Linked DNA regions of Hordeum vulgare: region 2 is linked to region 1. Evidence: chromatin contacts called from public Hi-C data. All regions are on one chromosome and are shown on one strand. Each heading gives the region's core, a stretch centred on a gene start, on an enhancer-like site or on the middle of the called end of the contact. The rest is flanking DNA. Distances are from core to core; before and after follow the strand shown. Region 1 holds the start of LOC123451896. Region 2 holds the start of LOC123398207 (protein RALF-like 33).

What was found. Hi-C and Micro-C count contacts between places; a contact is called where the count stands out from the background.
Region 2: a Hi-C map of leaf shows a contact between it and region 1, with 2.6 times the contacts expected there. The contact joins the promoter of LOC123398207 here to the promoter of LOC123451896 in region 1. A contact is called at or near these places in 3 of 6 Hi-C or Micro-C datasets (leaf and seedling) and 1 of 1 datasets of contacts at active chromatin or transcription factors (embryo).

The regions. Positions count from the first base shown.
Region 1 is chr5H:116,130,683-116,133,382 of MorexV3_pseudomolecules_assembly, forward strand. LOC123451896 reads right to left here and starts at 1,345. Exons shown (of 10, transcript XM_045128445.1): 1 at 1,020-1,345; 2 at 800-914; 3 at 471-532; 4 at 1-315. The coding sequence starts at 1,105.
Region 2 is chr5H:116,259,876-116,262,575 of MorexV3_pseudomolecules_assembly, forward strand. LOC123398207 (protein RALF-like 33) reads right to left here and starts at 1,268. Exons shown (of 1, transcript XM_045092706.1): 1 at 422-1,268. The coding sequence starts at 1,029. The coding sequence ends at 661.

The DNA.
Region 1 (2,700 bases), core at 95-2,594:
AGCATCAGATCACCGTTGAGGAGTTTTGCGCTTTTCTCTCGGCCCCATACTATATGCTTGCTGAATTCCTCAGGAGTCCAGCATTCCTCTTTTTTAGCATTGAAGTTGCCATGGAGGACTACAACCTCAACCCTAACCGAAGAAAGATGACCGAACCTGACGACGTTCGTCTGGTCGTTTTCGAGGTTTTCAACCATGGCCACCTTGAGAGCTGATCCATCCTTGGCTTCTAACTTCATCATGGTGTAAACTGGTTTTAGATCATTCAAGAACATGAGCTGATACCTCGGACGGTGGCTCCGGCCAGCTAATAGCCTACATATATAGCTCAAAAAATTACCATCAAAATTGAGCAAATGGAAGCATATTGAGGCAGCTTAGCATGTATGTTAGGAGCAGTGAGACTGACTTGAAACATTTTGTAAAATGGATCTAATTTTATCATGAGAAAGGAGAAGTATATCTCCCACCTTGGAGGCGCTGCTGCTGCACTGAATTGTCTGAACATGGCTTTCTCTACCTCCTCTGAAACCTGAAATATGCAGATGTGAGAAAGGTTATAATTTTTCCAGATGATATTGAGAAGAAGACAAAGATTATCAAGAACAGATTCGTATGTTTGGCCTTTAGCTGTTATAAACGTGAATATATCAAAGTATCACAAATGAATAATAGGCCTTTCTTTTAGCTGTTCCTTTACAGATATGAGAAGCACACACAGGTACTACTAAAAATTCTCATAAATAAATCAAAAAGGGCATATGGGGACAGGAAGCGCTTTGTTTGACCAAGTGCCTACCACTCTCTGAACCATGTTGCTGAAAACCGGCAGGAACATGGCCATGAACTCCTCCCCTATGATCCCTCTGAAGCCAAACACTCCCTGACCCATGGTCCTCCTCCCCCTCACATGCCTGCCACCCAAACAGATCAGCTCAGGATCGCATATGAACAAGGTAATTAAGTTGACCAGCCGTTGATTTGATCCCAAGGATGGAAATCCAGAGGCGGAGACTCACATGACGAGTGATGTCCAGCGCTTGCAAGGCCGGGAGAGCTCGCCGCCGTCGCCGGAACATGGACGGGGCCGCTTGGAAGAAGCCATTGTGGAAGAAAGGGAAGGAGGAGTCCATTGGCAGGGGGTCTGATATAGATGAGGAGGAGGAAGGGGGCAGGAAATGGAGGGCGGGGGAAACCTGCAGGAAGAAGCTGGGATGGTTCCCTAGTCTCAGCTTCTTTGGATTTTCTTTGGCGGCGTTTGAGTTGCCTATGCTTTTACAATACTACTTGACTTGTGATTGTCAACGGCGGATCCGCTTCTTCTTTGGTACTTTCGCCTTGCGTTTTGTGGCAGTGCGTTTGGAACGTTTTCTTCTTCTTCTTTCCTTTGTAGTTGACGATAACAGGCAGCTCAATGTACATATTTTTCTACTATTTTTTAATGCAGTTATATACCGCCGGAGCTTCCTCTGCAGTTTTTAGCAAGATTAATGCACTGAAAATGGGCCCCTGTCACGAGTGGGGCTGACAAGGCGTAGAAACATGCATGTCGGTGATTTTCTTGGAAGAACCATCGCGCGGAAGGTTTCTTGAGCTGATCAGTTCATGGCCAGTGAACCGCCGCAACCCGACTAGTACAGATCTGAGTGGCGGGCTCACTTCGTCCACTAGTGTTTGCTTACTATTTCTGGACTCTTCAAAGAAGGTTCACTTAACTATACACTGTCACCAAGGTGAGCAGAGCACCTGGATCATTGTCGCCGGCCAGCTGGAATCGAGTGTACCGGCAGAGATCTCTCTAACTTTTTCTCTAAGTATTCCCTCCGTACCACAATACTTGTTGTTCTAGTTCTCTTCAACAATAAGTATTTTAAAAAAAATTATAAATGATGCACGGTTTTGTTCATAGTTCACGCTAAACATTGTTCTTTATTATATCATGCATAAATTGTTACCCTACTGCTCGCTCCTATCTTTCTATCATAGAGGAAATCAAAACAACTAGCACGTCGAGAGGATAAACCCCCGCGTCGCCCCCGCTCGGACGACTAGGGCAGGACGAAACCCTAGTCGTCGGGGGCTCTCCTTCCTTCCCTCCCTCCATTTGATGCTCCAAGGGAAGCCGCCGGCCTATAGCCCGCAGGCCGACGGCGGTGGTGGGGGCCTCCCTCTCTCCTACGTCATGGGGATGGTGCGGAGCCCTGCGGCGTGAGGAGGCACGACCGATCTGGCCTTGGCGACGCGGCGGGTGTTCCTGCCTTGACCGGCGGCGGCACGATGGCTGACTCTGCCTCGGGCGACAATGGTTGAGGGCACGACGGATGGCCTTTCGGGCAGCAACGTTGGCTTTGTTCGGCGACGGCTACCAGATGTGCGACAATGGGCCATCTGACCCCGGATCGACGGCGGCGACGCAGAGGGCCTGGCGAACGGGTCGGCGCCATGCGTGGTCTGGCCTCCGAACAGATATGATATGGCTGGTACGGCCTACTCGCTACGTGATGGCTCATATCGGTGGCAACCCATGCACACGATGCTTGATGGAGGTTCATCGAGCGAATCCGGGTGAAAACCTCGTTCTCAGCTTGTTGTCAAGACTAGCGATGGCGGCACTCTTTTGTGTTGTTGTCTTCTTGAAGGCATCGCCGTGGAGAAGCTCCAGACCTCCATCTGCTACCTTCGGAGGAAATCCTAAATTAG
Region 2 (2,700 bases), core at 18-2,517, 130 kb after region 1:
ATCACCATCAATTGATTTATGCTATGACTAAGTAGGCAGGAGGGACAAGCGAGGCAGTGAGCAAACATGGCCTCCACTAACTCTTGTCTGTTGCCCAACCAAACCAAAAAACAACCAACCTCTACGGCCCAAAAATAAACAACAACGACGTGCTAGGAGAAAGAGCAAAATAGCTAGTCCTCCTCCGTCCCTGCCAAGATCTATACAAATTAGTGATAGCACTTGATCTCTAGACACGAAGGTGGCGGATGGTTCTACGCCCTAGATCCACCTGAACGACGTTGTTGAATTTATTTTTCTCCGAAACCAATCTGATCTCCATTCAACAAAAGCAAAGTAGTATTTTCTTAAATCAGACAACAAAGAACCTCAAGTTCATCATCTTACTCCAAGAAGATCAAGGGAAGAGGGGCATGCAAACTTGAAAGAATAACAAATATCTCTTGATATTAAGGCACAAATCTCTCTTTTACTTTACAACAACGACGGCAACAAATGTCCCAGTAGGCCAATACGGCGGCGGAGGCGGCAACCAAAGCAATTAACTAATACAGTACGTAAATAGTAGCAGCAGTAGTATACTAGAGGTACCGCTCGAAGAAGAGCGCGAGAAGCAGCAGCTTATTTGGAACTGAGAAGAGAGGACGTGATCTCCTTGGCTTAGCCGCGGCAGCGTGTGATGCGGGAGCAGCCGCGGTGGTAGGGGTTGGCCTGGGCGCCGGGGCGGCAGTTGTAGTAGCTGGCACCGCGGCGGTTGCATGGGACGGTGCCCCTGCGCAGCGCGCCGTAGCTGATGTAGCCGCGGCCCTGCAGCACGCGGCGGTGCGCCTCGGCCGACGCCGACCCGAGCTCCCCCTCCGCGTCCTCCCCGCCGCACTCGGCCACGGTGCCCCTGCACTCCCCGCGGCCGGGGCCGGCGAAGAGGCCGAGCTGCAGGTGGTCCCCGCCGGCGATGGAGGTGGCGGAGGCGGACAGCGCCGCGACGGCGAGCACTAGGAGGAGCAGCACGAGGCTCCTAACGCCGGCCATGGCGCGGCGCGGAGTCGGCGGCGGCGAGGGAATGAATGCGCGTGGGGGAGGGGAGCGCACAGCGAATCCTTAGCTGGCCTGGTGTGACGAGCGGAGAGGAGAGGGCGGGCGAGATAAAGTGAGGTTGGGAAGCGGCGGGGGTGGGGCTAGTGAAATAGAAAGGGGTCCCCAACCCCCGAGCCAGATAATAAAGACGAGGAGCGCGGCCGCGTTGCGGTGCGGTGCGGTGCAACTGGACACAACTCATGAGATGAGGAGGATGAAGCGTGTAGCCAGAGACTATGGCCATGTGCAGGCAGGCAACGGAGGATGAGACGAGCCGCGTGGTCGTAACAGCGGCATATGATCGCCGCAAACCTTGCTGGATGATTAAACCCAACTAGTATAATCTACAATGGGACAAGGGTTCCTTGTGGGAACATGGAGGATCGTGGGACGGTGGCAGCTTTTCAGGTGGCCTTCCTGTGGAGTTTGGCCACTGTCCGTTGCTTTGCTAAATTTGCTGCTCCTAGATGGTGCCGTATTATTACGCGAATTTCACGAGTACACCAAGTGGATACAAGAGGGGTTTTTGTGTTATGATAAAAAGTTTCGTTTAAAATTGTGCTGCTACCAATAATAGCCTTCGCTTCAAAACCTGATCCTGTTCGGTGGATTTTACAAAGGTGTACTATAACGTGCAACTTTCACGTCCCTTCCCTTGCATACCACGTAGGTATCCTTTGTCAGTGACCGTCATATAACCTTACAAAGGCAGCAACTCTTCGAAATGCTACGTGGTTTTCTTTTTCACCAAAACTTTGGCATGCCAACAATTCAACATGCTACGTGCTTACATGTGTTCTCTTGACCTACTATAGTTTTTCATCTACGTGCTAGCCTCGACAGCACTCTTGCAATTCAGATTGAATATGAGGCCGGTCATTCTTTCTTTATTTCTCATATTCCTATCTTCTTTCTCCAAGGAATTTCTTCTTGGTGTCTACGTTTTGATTGCAAAATGGTCAACTTGCCGATGGAAAACGGCTTACTCCCTCCGTCACAGTTTCCGCAAGTCATACGAATTAAATACTACTCGATGAGATTTTGAAAGAGCATCTATGGTTGTTTTGTTCCTGGGAAAGCATTGTTTATGCGGTGATATGTGCACTTTGTTCACTCATCTCTATACTTTCAAGTCTGAGGTTTTTTGATGGAGTGGCACTTTCGGGGCCTCCTTGGTACAAACAAAATTCATGAGAATTTTGTAGGATTCTACCCGTTAGGAATTCTTCCTGTGTGATGTGCTTGGTTCGTAGGAACATACAAATGGTACAAACTTTATATGGACTGCCTTGCATACAATCTGATTGGCAAATTCATGCATAATTCTTGGCAAATTCACGCATAGTTCAACTAAACAACATCTATGACACAGTGTGTTCTCAATTCACGTATAATTCAACATTCTATGATATTCCTGCAAAAAAATAAATTTCTATGAGATTTCAAATCCTACATTTTTTTTCTATTTTCACAATTTGTAAATAGCGTGAACCAAAGAAGTCATCAAAAACACATAGGGCGTGTTTGGTTGCTTTCGGCTAGAGTACCTGCGTTGCATACCCATCTCCAGTCAGCCTGGTTCATCATATGCAGCAAATGCAACCTGTTTGGTTGCGTGCATCGCAT